2 separate regions of the Mus musculus genome follow, and region 2 is linked to region 1. A link is a contact called in public HiChIP or PLAC-seq data. All regions are on one chromosome and are shown on one strand. Each heading gives the region's core, a stretch centred on a gene start, on an enhancer-like site or on the middle of the called end of the contact. The rest is flanking DNA. Distances are from core to core; before and after follow the strand shown. Region 1 has its middle 75 kb from the start of Nat1. Region 2 overlaps Psd3 (pleckstrin and Sec7 domain containing 3).

What was found. HiChIP or PLAC-seq counts read pairs in DNA pulled down with a chosen protein or histone mark.
Region 2: a contact with region 1 is called in an H3K27ac HiChIP or PLAC-seq map of large pre-B cells, with 2.7 times the contacts expected there. The contact joins two enhancer-like sites. A contact is called at or near these places in 1 of 484 Hi-C or Micro-C datasets (ventricular fibroblasts) and 1 of 115 datasets of contacts at active chromatin or transcription factors (large pre-B cells).

What each region holds. Positions count from the first base shown.
Region 1 is chr8:67,412,246-67,419,311 of GRCm38.p6, forward strand. No RefSeq gene overlaps it. Among named protein-coding and RNA genes, the nearest start is that of Nat1, 75 kb to the right of the region's middle. Within about 2 kb of position 4,151, at least 3 of the 459 cell types and tissues checked have an H3K27ac peak or open chromatin away from gene starts, as enhancers often do.
Region 2 is chr8:67,709,723-67,716,788 of GRCm38.p6, forward strand. It overlaps Psd3 (pleckstrin and Sec7 domain containing 3), which reads right to left. Exons shown (of 16, transcript NM_177698.4): 15 at 3,961-4,104. Among named protein-coding and RNA genes, the nearest start is that of Gm32888, 150 kb to the right of the region's middle. Within about 2 kb of position 3,604, at least 54 of the 459 cell types and tissues checked have an H3K27ac peak or open chromatin away from gene starts, as enhancers often do.

The DNA.
Region 1 (7,066 bases), core at 2,901-5,400:
CACTGTGTCCCTGTTTAGTTTCTGTTTCCATGATCTGTCCATTGATGAAAGTTGTGTGTTGAAGTCTCCCACTATTATTGTGTGAAGTGCAATGTGTGCTTTGAGTTTTACTAAAGTGTCTTTAATGAATGTGGCTGCCCTTGCATTTGGTGCGTAGATATTCCGAATTGAGAGTTCCTCTTGGAGGATTTTACCTTTGATGAGTATGAAGTGTCCCTCCTTGTCTTTTTTAATAACTTTGAGTTGGAAGTTGATTTTATCCGATATTAGAATGGCTACTCCAGCTTATTTCTTCAGACCATTTGCTTGGAAAATTGTTTTCCAGCCTTTCAATCTGAGGTAGTGTCTGTCTTTTTCCCTGAGATGGGTTTCCTGTAAGCAGCAGAATGTTGGGTCCTGTTTGTGTAGCCAGTCTGTTAGTATGTCTTTTTATTGGGGAATTAAGTCCATTGATATTAAGAGATATTAAGGAAAAGTAATTGTTGCTTCCTTTTATTTTTGTTGTTAGAGTTGGCATTCTGTTCTTGTGGCTGTCTTCTTTTTGGTTTGTTGAGGGATTACTTTCTTGCTTGTTCTAGGGCATGATTTCCGTCCTTGTATTGCTTCTTTTCTGTTATTATCCTTTGAAGGGCTGGATTCGTGGAAAGATATTGTGTGAATTTGGTTTTGTCGTGGAATACTTTGGTTTCTCCATCTATGGTAATTGAGAGTTTGGCCGGGTATAGTAGCCTGGGCTGGCATTTGTGTTCTCTTAGTGTCTGTATAACATCTGTCCAGGCTCTTCTGGCTTTCATAGTCTCTGGTGAAAAGTCTGGTGTAATTCTGATAGGCCTTCCTTTATATGTTACTTGACCTTTCTCCCTTACTGCTTTTAATATTCTATCGTTATTTAGTGTATTTGCTGTTCTGATTATTATGTGTCGGGAGGAATTTCTTTTCTGGTCCAGTCTATTTGGAGTTCTGTAGGCTTCTTTTATGATCATGGGCATCTCTTTCTTTATGTTTGGGAAGTTTTCTTCTATTATTTTGTTGAAGATATTAGCTGGCCCTTTAAGTTGAAAATCTTCATTCTCATCAATTCCTATTATCCGTAGGTTTGGTCTTTTCATTGTGTCATGGATTTCCTGGATGTTTTGAGTTAGGATCTTTTTGCATTTTGTGTTTTCTTTGACTGTTGTGTCGATGTTCTCTATGGAATCTTCTGCACCTGAGATTCTCTCTTTCATTTCTTGTATTCTGTTGCTGATGCTCGCATCTATGGTTCCAGATCTCTTTCCTAGGGTTTCTATCTCCAGCGTTGCCTAGCTTTGGGTTTTCTTTACTGTGTCTACTTCCCCCTTTAGTTCTAGTATGGTTTTGTTCATTTCCATTACCTGTTTGTATGTGTTTTCCTGTTTTTCTTTAAGGACTTCTACCTGTTTGGCTGTGTTTTCCTGCTTTTATTTAAGGGCCTGTAACTCTTTAGCAGTGCTCTCCTGTAATTCTTTAAGTGACTTATGAAAGTCCTTCTTGATGTCCTCTATCATCATCATGAGAAATGTTTTTAAATCTGGGTCTAGATTTTCGGTTGTATTAGGGTGCCCAGGACTAGGTGGGGTGGGGGTGCTGCGTTCTGATGATGGTGAGTGGTCTTGATTTCTGTTAGTAAGATTCTTACGTTTGCCTTTCGCCATCTGGTAATCTCTGAAGCTAGCTGTTATAGTTGTCTCTGTTAAGAGGTTGTTCTTCAGGTGACTCTGTTAGCCTCTATAAGCAGACCTGGGAGGGTAGCACTCTCCTTAGTTTCAGTGCGCAGAGTATTCTCTGCAGGAAAGCTCTCTTCTTGCAGGGAAGGTACCCAGATATCTGGTGTTCGAACCGGACTCCTGGCAGAAGTTGTGTTCCACTCACTAGAGGTCTTAGGATCCCTTGTGGAATCCTGTGTGGGCCCTTGCGGGTGTCAGGCGACTCCGCTGGCAAGGTAGCCCGGGGCTCAAGTGGAGCGGAAGGGGCTTGTGCTCCAGGTCAGGCCCGGGTAGTCTGCTTCCCTATGTACCGCAGTCTCAGGATCCACGCGATTGGATTGGGGCCGGTGCTGTGTTCCACTCACCAGAGGTCTTAGGATCCCGTTGGGAATCCTGTGTGGGCCCTTGCGGGTGTCGGGCGACTCCGCTGGCAAGGTAGCCCGGGGCTCGAGTGGAGCGGAAGGGGCTTGTGCCCCAGGTCAGGCCCGGGTAGTCTGCTTCCCTAAGTGCCGCAGTCTCAGGTTCTGCGCGATTCTGGTTATTTTATTTATTTACATTTCAACTGTTATCCCCCCTTCCCAGTTTACTCCCTATCCCCTCCCCCACTTGCCCTGCTTCTATGAGGGTGCTCCCCCACCCACTTCTGCATCACTGCCCAAGCATTTCCCTACCCTGGGTCATCGAGCCTCCAGGGGATCAAGGGCCTCCCCTCTTAGTGATGCCAGATAAGGCAATCCTCTGCTACATGTGCAGCTAGAGCCATAGGTCCCTCCATTTGTACTCTTTGGTTGGTGGTTTAGTTCCTGGGAGCTCTGAGGGTTGCATTGGTTGATTGTTGTTCTTCCTATAGGGTCGTGTAGCTGTCCAGCAGCCATGGATGAACTTGGTCTACCTAAAAGGGAGGCTGGAAGTGAAAAAGAACAGGGTCAAGAGAAGGATGAAGCCAAGACAGAGGTTCTGATCAAGGCTCAAAGTTTAATTTTCAGCTCTGCATTTACATAGGGAAAGCCCACAGACCCATCCTTTGTTTCAGCTGAATTGAGCTGCAAAGCTAGCTCAGCAGGTGGTAAACTCCTCAAAGCTCAAGTGGGAAACCTTGGCAAGACCAGGCAACTCCAGCTAGGTTTTAAAACCATCAGGGGTTTGTTGAGCAAACCCCTTCAGCTCCTTCATTCCTTCCCCTAACTCCTCCATTGGGCTCTCCTTGCTCAGTCCAATGGTTGGCTGTGAGCATATGCATCTCTATTGGTCAGGCTCGAGCATGTCAGGGGACAGCCATACATGGCTCCTGTCAGCAAGCACTTCTTGGCATTAACAATAGTGTCTAGGTTTAATGTCTGCAGATGGGATGGATGGCTAGGTAAGGCCATCTCTGGATGGCCTTTCCTTCAGTCTCTGTTCCACTCTATCCCTGCATTACTTTTAGAAAGGAGCAATTCTGGGTTAATATTTTTGAGATGGGTGTGTGGACCCATCCTTCAACCAGGGGCCATGCCTAACCACTGGATATTGTCTCTACAGGTTCTATCTTCCCTTCGTTGGGTATTTCAACTTATGTCATCCCTGTTGGGTCCTAGGAATCTCTTGCTTACCTGGTACTGGCACTATCTAGTGGCTGCTCCCACTTCCCCATTCCCCCACTGTTACATACCTTCCTTCAATTCCTGAACCTCTGTACTTGTCTCCCATACCTGATTCTGCCCTCCATTTTTCCTCCTCTTCCTCTCTCCCTCCCAGGAGGGCCTTTCCTCTACCTCCAGTGATTTTTTTTGTTCCCTCTTCTAAGTAGGACCGAAGAATCCACACTTAGTTCTTCCTTCTTTTTGAGCTTCACATGGTCTATGAAATTGCATCATGGGTATTCTGAGCTTTTCAGCTATTATCCACTTATCAGTAAGTACATACCATGTGTTGTTATGCCCTGAGTCCATGGGAAACCCAGACAAGAGCAAGAATTTTGAAGTCCCGCTGCAACTTGCAGAAGAGTCCTTTGTTTTAAGTTTGAACTCAGATCACATGCCTCGCACTCACAGGGTAGATACTGGCAAGCAATCTTGAGTCTGGAAAACACTCTGTTTTATATACAGTATAGTTAGGAATTCCCTGAATGTTCACAGAAAAGGGGAATGGAGGTCTTTAATCATTTGGTGGGACAGAACTGAAGCTGGGGGGTGGGCAGTTAATTGGTGTCTGTTTATCAGGGACTAATTTTATGAATGGTTGTAACTGTCTGTGACTTCTGATTACCTTTTCCCCATAATCTAAACATGGGGCTCTAATCTCCTTAGAGTTTGTTATTTCTTTAAGGTCTCAAGGACAGGCACCTGGAGAGTTCAGTTTGTCAGGAAAAGTGCTAGTCCTTGGAGACACAGAGGCAGGGAGGATGTCCTGTGCTGGTGTTTGACTCCCCAGGATGTCTGCTAGGCTGGGTTCCCTCGAGAGCAGCCAGGGAGTGGGAGGGAGCACAGGCCTTGCTGCAGGTGGACATAGCACAGAAACCAGCTGTCTGCATGTCAAGCTTGCTGAGGGCTGGAGGGAGGATGGGAGCTTCTGTGGGGGAAAACACAGAGGCAAACTATACATAACACTGAAGTCTCTTTGGTGAGACATTTAAAAAACGGGATAATTATCAGTAATTCGGGGGTTACAATAGTGTGTTCTTTTGTGACTGGGTTATCTTACTCAGGATATTTTCTAGTTCCATCCATTTGCCTTCGAATTCATGAAGTCATTGATTTTAATAGCTGAGTAGTACTCCATTGAGTAAATGTACCACATTTTCTGTATCCATTCTTCTGTTGAGGGGCATCTGGGTTCTTTCCAACTTTTGGCTATTATAAATAAGGCTGCTACAAACATAGTGGAATGAAACCACATTTACTATGATACCTAAACCACACAAAGATCCAACAAAGAAAGAGAACTTCAGACCAATTTCCATCATGAATATCAATACAAAAATACTGAATTCAGTCTTGCAAATCAAATCCAAAAATACATCAAAACAATCATTCACCATGATCAAGTAGGCTTCATCCCAAGGATACAGGGATGATTCAATGTATGGAAATGCATCAATGTAATCCACTATATAAACTAACTCAAAGGGAAAAAAAAAAGATCATCTCATTTATGCTGAAAAAGCCTTTGCTAAAATTCAACACCCCTTCATGTTAAAAAAAAATCTTGGAAAGATCAGGAACTCAAAACCCATACCTAAACATAATAAAAGCTACATACAGCAAACCAATAGCCAACATCAAACTAAATGGGGAGAAACTTGAAGCAATCCCACTAAAATCAGGAACAAGACAAGGATGTCCACTCTCTTCATATCTATTCTATACAGTACTCAACGTGCTAGCCAGAGCAATATGACAAAAAAGGAGGTCAAGGGGTTACAAATCGGAAAGGAAGAAGTCAAAATATCTCTGTTTGTGGATGATATGATAGTATACTTGAGTGACCCCAAAAATTCTACCAGAGAAGTCTTACAGCTGATAAACAAGTTCCACGAAGTGGCTGGATACAACATTAACTGAAACAAATCAGTAGCCTCCCTCTAGTCAAAGGATAAACAGGCTGAGAAAGAAATTAGGGAAGTGACTTCCTTTATAATAGTCACAAATAGTATAAAATATCTTGGTGTGACTCTAACCAAGCAAAGGAAATATCTATATGACAAAATTCTTAACCCTCAGACAATGGAGAGACTCGGGTCAGATTCTAGAAACAAAAGCTTTCCTCTTGCCTCCTGGGTACCCTAAACTTTCTGTGCTTTTCTACCGTCCTTCCAGCCATTTCCCCAAGGAATCTGTTAGAACTCAGGAGCTGGGTCAGCCACTGTGATCCTTCCCAACGAGCCAGCCTTGCTGGATGGGAGAAGCCAGAGAGCGTTTCAGTAAAGTCAGCTGTGGATTCCAGATGGTGAGATAGCCATCTGGGGCAAAAGAACTCATGTTCTTCCGCAGACAGCCCTGCTAGTCTTTCCTAACGTTTTTGAGTAGAGACAAATTCAGCAAGGTATCCATCCTAATTCTAGATGAACCAGTGTTTGATTTTTTTTTTTAAGGTTTAAATGCTTTTGAAGAATGGTCAGTACTGGAAGATAACAAATTTCAAAATGCCCCAAATGACTAACTTTTAGTAGCTGAAGTATGCCTTTCCTTACATTTAGATAGACTGCCTAAAATTCTGAGAGAAAGTTATGCCTAAGAAGAAAACCTCATGTCACCTCACGTTGCTGTGCCTGTTTTGAGAACCCAAAGACCACGAAGGATCTGATTCCAATGCAATCACACTAGGTTCTTTTTTCAAGCTCAAGCTGGGGCTACACCTTCCTCACTGGCATAGCAGGACAGGATGGTGAAGCACTGAGTCCAATTTCAAGCAAGCATGTATAGAGCAGGCAAACAAGCAAGGGGGTATCCAGCTTGGCACACATCTGATTGGGGGATTACTATGAAATTTGTTGCCCTTTAAATTATTGGCTGGTGCTGGGAGCCAAACCATAAACTTTCATAAGTAAATATCTGCTGTGAAACTGTCACGAACTGATATTGATGACAGAGACAAGAAGGAAGCCTCAAACTCGGAGGTTAGGTTATAATAGCTTATTTATTCATAAGCAGCAATAAACAAGCAAATGGTGAAATGGGATCCCACTCATTCACACACACACACACACACACACACACACACTTCACTAACTTCCAGTCTGGTAGATGGCATAGGCTGGCTCGATGGCAGCAGGCAGCAAGTAAGACTCGTGATGTCTCTTTCTGCTTTTCAGGTCCCAGTAGAGCTGGGTCCATGAGATGCAGGCTTGTCTCCATCAGCGGGGGTCTGGTTCATCTCTCAGCATGATGGCACTGGACTCCAGGAATAAGTAAGTTGCAGTGGCCAGACTGGATTTTTAAGCTGATTTCAGCCTATCATAAATTAAGGCATTCACACATTACTTCATTGAGTTGCCCTTACTGTAACCTTACCACACTCACGAAAACACTCTCTATGGCTTGGTTTCCATAGTTACATGGGGCCACTGTGGTGAGTGCAGCTTTGCAAAGCAAGAATCATATACAGTGCATGGTCCATTTGTGTGGTAACTTTTCCATGTATGGTATGCATTCCATTGGAAGATGCACTCTTAATATAGGTTTCAATATTGTTCTCAGGCAGTAGGTCTGTAGAAGTTACAGGTTGTGTGATTATATGGAGTCATTCCCATACCAATCTCCCTCCAACATTATGTTCGTGGAGTCGGGTGCATGCTCCAACATGTTGTAACATGTGAGGTACCAAAAGTGGCTCCCTTTGCTAATATAGCAGACCATGAAGCT
Region 2 (7,066 bases), core at 2,354-4,853, 300 kb after region 1:
GTTACCTATTGTAACTATCTTAAGTACTGCATGAGACACATCTTGAAATAAGCAACGTCTTCATCTTCTAATTGCTGTTGTTTTTAAGGAAGCAAAGCCAAACACTGAGGCTGAGGACAAGGCCATCAAACGACTTTGAAGATGCTGCTGCTTCAAGCACATAGCTGTCTCCCAGCATAGCTCAGCCCTCTGTGCTCCACTGATGGGAGCTTTGTGTTTATTCTGTCTGCAAACCATCTGTCTTCCTTCTAAATCTTCATATATTTTCTAAAGTACCTTGGAAGCTTGGAAATCAGTGAAAACACTTTAGAATTGAATAAAACAGAAATAAACTAATGTGTAAAGACATGTGGCTACGGATGATACTTACTTCCCCAAACTGGGAGAGAACTTAAGTTTCCTTTATATGTGTGTGTGTGTGTGTGTGTGTGTGTGTGTGTGTGTGCGTGCGTGCCTGTGTACTTATTATGTTATTAACTATTTCCGAAAATATGCCTTCCAAAAGCAAACTTTCCAACAAAATTCTTCTAAGAAAAAAGGCCGGGCTGGAGAGATGGCTCAGTGGGTTAAGAGCACTGGCTGCTCTTTCAGAGGTCCTGAGTTCAATTTCCAGCAAGAACATGGTGGCTCACAACCATCAGTAATGGGGATCCAATGCCTTCCCTTTTCTGGCATCCAGGTATGAATGCAGATAGAGTACTCATACATAATATCAATAAATAAAATATTTTTTAAAAAAGAAAGAAGAGGGAAGAAGTCCCTAGCTCTACATACTAATTGAGTCAAGAACGAAACTGTCCATTCTCCACCAAATGTTAGTCAGAGAAAGAGTACAGGGTTAGTTAATTATAGCCTGTTCTCAGTAAAATTTGCTGTTTTAGGTAAAAAACAAACAAACAAACAAACAAAAACAACAACAAAAACCCCTTTCCTACAAGGCTAAGATGTAAATCTCTCTGTATTGTGTAGATTTCTTTAAGTCCTAAACCTACACATTTACTGGAATTTCTAATTAGTTACTGTGGGGAGGGCTTGCAGGAATTCTTAGCCATACAGAGAGCTATGAACTTGGCTTGCTATGAAGAATTGCTTGTCCTTAAAGCAACCTGGGACATAACTGGAATGCAGAAACATAGGACCGGCCCTGGTGTTGTCAGCAGCAAGTTCATATTCTGCCAAAACAAAAGTGTTCTTTCCGAGGCGTGTGAAAATGACAAGAGCTGCTCTGAAACCAAAGGAAGCTTTCAGATGATGACCTGCCCTGGAGCAGGTGAGATTAGTACTCTGGAGCTGAGAGAGGCGACCACATGGTTCATCCCCAGTGAGAACACGGCCTGGATTAGCACCTTCCTCTTGTCACTGACCATTCAGGGCTTCTGTGGACTTGCAGGCCTTCTCTTCTCACTTGTTAATGGGATTTTCTGTCACACATGGACCTGTCCATCTATCAAGGATTGGTACTAAGCTTTCTGAGTGCACGGACTTCTTGGATGCTATCATTGCATCCAATGCTATGATAAAGTCTCTCTGAGTCCTTCAGCTGTGTATCAAGAATCTGGAAAATATTCTAGGATCTGGGTAGATCTGTTAGAAAAATATACAAACTGGCCAATAGTTGCCTACATTCTATTCAGGAAAGTAGTGAGTGATTAAAGGGGCGTCGCTAATAAGGAAAAAGATACTGTACAACAGCCTCTCCAAGCACCCCGCAGGAGACCAATTCTGTGGCTAAACTCGCAGCACAGTAGATTCTACATGATCCATTACTTCAATTTTCATCTGAGTTAGTGAAAAACAATGAATCACATTTCCAAGAGTATTTATTCATGTCACACACAACATTTTTGATGAAATTCAAACAGTAAGTGCCCTTTAGACCTTCCTTTCTGACACAGGTTAATGCAGCTTGACAGACAATTCAACATACTTGACACCTTATCCTGAGTTTGACTTTAATGAGTGAAGTCCTGGAATACAATCTTCAAATTCCTTGAGGAGGTAACGACAGCAAGCAAGACCTGATTTCCCCAAAGATACTCTACTTTCAAGGTTCAGGATATGGAATTGCCGTTTCTCCCTGGACTCCATTTTCAAGAAAAGGGCTCCACAGAAGATCCACACACTGGTCTCTGCCTAGCAGTGGATACTTTCCTGTGGTTTTCAAAGGGCCCTACCTCCTGGGGTAGGTTCTCCCCTTAAAGGGTCAAGGGCTCAAAGCAAGGTGATGAGTCCTAGAAGCCAGGGAGTGAGGTGTTGGGAAATTTAATTAGAAAGTGTGAAACAAAAACCAAGCCCATGGCTTCCCGTTACTACAGAAGTGTGAAGAATAATGATTGCTTTTTGAGAACTAAGGATTCCCAGGAGTGAACAAGCCTTGTCAAAGAAGAGCTGCTATTCACTTTTTCCTTTTATTAATTTTCCAAGTCTTTTGCTGGTAAGGCTTTGGTAGCTTTAGATAACAAACTTTCAGACTTTACTAGAAGATTTTCCTTGTATGTCATCTGACTGGAGCAAGGACTCCTTTGCCACAGAGGAGAGTAGTGTGTGGCTATGGCTCTGCCTTCTGTCTTAGATGCAATGCTACAGTGAAGACTCAGATAGCAACTTCTAGGACATTCTGTGAAAATCAACAAGCAAGTGCAGGACCTTGGACTTACTGCATTGGGGACCATGGGATCCACTAAAGACCCAAGGACAGACTAATATAACTTCAAAATACAGCCAACTCACAGTGAGTTCCACAGTAGATTGATTTTGGATGGGGTGTCTAGACAGGCTTTTTATAGGAAAGATCTGGGCCTTACCCAGATGGTCTCACAAAATAACAACCATAGGAAGGATACTAGGGGCAGGAGTAGCTGAACAAAGTAATGCAGATGCAGGGAGAAATGTTAGTTACCACTGCATGTGGAAAGACATGTGGTCAAGATAGGACAGAAAGGCAAACCCTCTCAGATTCATGTCTGGAACTTGATTGTAAGAGCCCGGACAGCTATGGGACAGGAGGCAACTTCTAGTCTCCTGTGAGAGGTATGGAAGCCAGGCTGGCACAGAGGAGGCACCCAGGCAATGGCTGTGGCAAAGAGGGCTCAGGGTGGAGCCCTGCAGACAAGGTTAAGACGTGAGTGCTCAGATGCTCCCAGGTTCAGTCCTGAGGAAGAAATGCCATATAATCGGGGAATGAGGGAAAATGAAGGATATGGAAGAGTCTGGAGGTGCAATGAGTGACAGCATGAGCTATGAAAGAAGAGTGTGTGAAAGACAAATGGAACATATAGTTTTTCCTCTTTTCATCTTGTAGAAAAAGATGCTTTGAGGATCTGAGTGTGACTGTCAAGAGCGAAGGCTGGAGAATGCTGGCACTGACTTGCGAGCAACCTTAGATGAAGGGCGCCCCAGGGATAAGGCTTTCAGCTTGGGTTTGAATATCTGCCTCTCTCCTCACCACACTGGCATTCATGTCATTCAAGATGAATGAGCCAAGTCTTCGTTCCGCTGTCCCCTCCTGCAATGCATGGCGGTGGGCGATAGAGAGGAGTGCACTGATGTCACCGAGCAGCAAGCGTGTGCAGAAGAGCAGGTGCTTCCTCTCGCTTGGCAGCTCATTTCCTCCACTGTGTTGATTTTGACCTAAACTCTGTTGGAGGAAACACAGGGTCACAGCAAGCAGCTGTCCTCCCTGGCATGTTTCCCCTACTGTTGTTCTTTTTGTTACCCTTGTCACAGGTGCACCCTATTCCAACTTGGAGGCTGTTTGTTTGACATGAATGAACTGGCCATCACATTGATATTTATTTGGTGCCTAAATAAATTCACAAACGTGAGGCTAGAAGGGCTCCTGTCATATTAGGATGTCCTAAATTGGAGCCAGGACAAGTCAAGCTCACTACCATGAGTGCTATGAGGTGTGGACTTCACAGATCATAAAACACCACTTGGTAACATCTAGGTTAGCCATACCTCGAACTCCAGATAGTGGTCTTTCAGCTTGTACTCATCAACATCCTTGGCTTTGACCTTCTTGTCTGGGGGATATGAGCGATGCTCAGCCAGCTCAGTGGTGATCTGCTTCAGCTTGCTTTCATGGGACTTCAGCTGCTCCTCCTACAGGAAATTATGAAGTCATTCAGTGTGCAGAAAATAATCAAAGAAAAGCACAGGAAGCCTATAAAATCCTTTCTGCTTAATGACTTCAATTTATCAACATTTATCATTGGTCCTAAGTCCTTCCAACCTTTTAAGGCCAGTGTTAGAATATTCTTTTTTAGGATGGCAACAGGGTCTAACATTACTAGCCCATCTCTTGTCACAAAGCCACATGATTTCTGAGCTCTTTATCATTTGAACTTGTCACCAAATGGGTACCAGACCTCTCAGGAGAAACCCTGACAAACAAGTTAGTTACAAGCTGAACAATTAAGTGCTTTTCCTGAGAGCCACGTGGCCTGGTGTCTCCCTTCATGCACACTCAGCAATGCTGTTAGCTTCCCCCTGCCTAGCATAATGAACACTTATTTGCATAATGTTTCTCTTTTGGGGAGAAATTGTGCTATGAAGAAATGCTCTTATGAAACCTATGTGCAGATAAAATTCTTCCCTAGAGTGGCAGAGGTTCTCACTTGCTTCAACTTCATTGACTCAAAGCAGCCATTCAGTTAAACACAGAGTAATTACAGCCTGAACACCATTAGTCCACACACCAGGAACTAACAGAAAATGATCAATCCTGTGGAGAAAGATTTCCATTCCTGGACACGAGTTGTATCAACCTAGTAATATACTACTTAAAAAGATATGCCTCTCAACTCTCTCATAACATAGTGAAAACTTGATTCTTCTCTTTTCTTCTCTCCTTTTCTCCTCCCTTCTTCCCTCTTCCCCTTCCTCCCTCCCTCCTTCCTGTCTGTCTTTCTTATTGAGACAAGATCTCACTGAGTAGAATAGACTGGCTTTGAAACTCACTCATTGCCCTCCTGCCTCCACCTCATGATTGGGATAAGACATATCCAGCAGCTTTAACCATGCTTGAAACAAAAGCTATTTTAATTCTTTGGCATCCGTACAGTTGTGTAGCTGCTTAGCATTCTGTTTTTCCATGAAAATTTGTTCACAATCTTGAGCAATTTTACATGTGCAGTATAAAATAAATGGATGGTAGATGAAAAAGAATCAAAATAACCAATAAATATATAACAAAAACATAATTTTATATTATATAATTTATACAGCTGGATAGAGATGAATTTTTAAAGTTACCAGAAAATTAATATTTACAAAGAATTATTATTTAGTAAAAAGAGTCATATACAGTATCTTAGGGTCCTCTAAAATAGTGACATCTCTAGAGCCTAAAGAAAATAACTTGCACATTTAAGGTCCTCAAATAGAAAATAAATAATGAAAGAAAAGTAAAGTAGAGGATGAAAACAAGATCCTGGCAAGGAATGGATACAGAGAGACATAGTGACGATTATGGCAACCTCATCATCTCCTCACAGATGATGCCAAAAGCCAATGAAAATGCCTTAAGGAGCTTGGTTTACACTTTTTCATCTATCTGTTATGCTCTATAAAGGAACATACAGACCATGTCACAGATGGATGTCTTTCTAAAAAGGGTATGCTAAAGCTCTAAGCCCTTGCACACATACTGGAAGATGGAGTCTCATCAAGGCAAATGAGGTCATAAGGCCCAGTGTCCTATGGAGACACTAGAAAGCTTGATCCCTCTGTATGCATGCTAAACACCAGGGAAAGGCTAGAAATCCAGCAACAAGTAAGGGCAGCAATGATATGAAGCCCTTAGGGAGCTATTCCAGACTGTGACCCTGCTGGCACCCCGACCTTGCTTCTTGAGGATTCAGAACTGTGAGGATTCCAACTATATAATTGAAGGAAAGAAATAATGTCAAAGAGATGCATACACTGTCATGGTCACTGCAGCATGACTCACAGTGTCTAAGATATGAACATAAACTATGTGTCCAACAATAGAGACCATTAGTGATCAAAATGTAACAAATATATTCAGCCTTAAAAAATTCTATACATATAGTATAACATGGACTCATGGAAAACACTACATGTGTTCACTTCTATGTGAAATCTAAAAAATGTCACACCACAGGATACTAGATGATAGACTAGTGGCTATATAACCCTAAGATTCTGGGAACTTGGGAGATATTGGTCAAAGATCAAAAATGTCAGTGAAAAAGAATAAATTCAAGAATTCTGTTGTGACTCAAGCAAACTATAATTAATAACAGCAAGATACATATTTTGAAATTGCTAAAAGTATGTCAAATGTTCTCACCACAAAAGTGGCACAAATATCAATTAGCTTTATTAATCACTGCACAATGTATACATACTATAAAAACACTGTGTAACTATAAATAAAGACAATTCTTATTTGACGATTAAAATGTAAAATGAGATTTCATTTTCTCTTACCCAAGAGGATTTTTTATTTTGAAGGGCATTTCATATTTTGCTTTTTATATTTAATGAATGGAAATACTGCCTAGGCTGGCTTTGAGATCGTTCTCCCGACTCAAGTCTCCCACCTGGCTGAGTTATAGATGTGTTCAGTGCACCTGGATTTGTTTAACTTTTGGGAGTAGGGTTAACAGTACACATCAGTGAGGCTCAGTGTGGTGTCTTGATATATGATACCGTACACAATGTCATGATACACCGAATAAATGTGGGTGGGTGAATGTATAGTTCTCACCATGAGGAAGGCAACCACAGGAATGACTCCTCATCTGGCATACCACACACATTCTCTGTGTCTTCTCAGTGGGCTCACTGCACTCCTGCTGTCAGCTAAACCACAGGGTAAAATAAGGAAGGACTTTGGGTGTAGCTCGGCAGCAGAGTGCTTGCCTAGCATGCAAGAGGCTCTAGGTTCAATACCAAAGACCTGTAAGAGGTGGATATTCCAGTGTGAACAGTGAGCACAGGACTCTCGTTTCTTACCAGTGGCTTGCCCTCCATTAATGTACAGTGATTAGTATCTAATGATTGACCATTCTAAACTTTTACAAGAATATGAATGGAA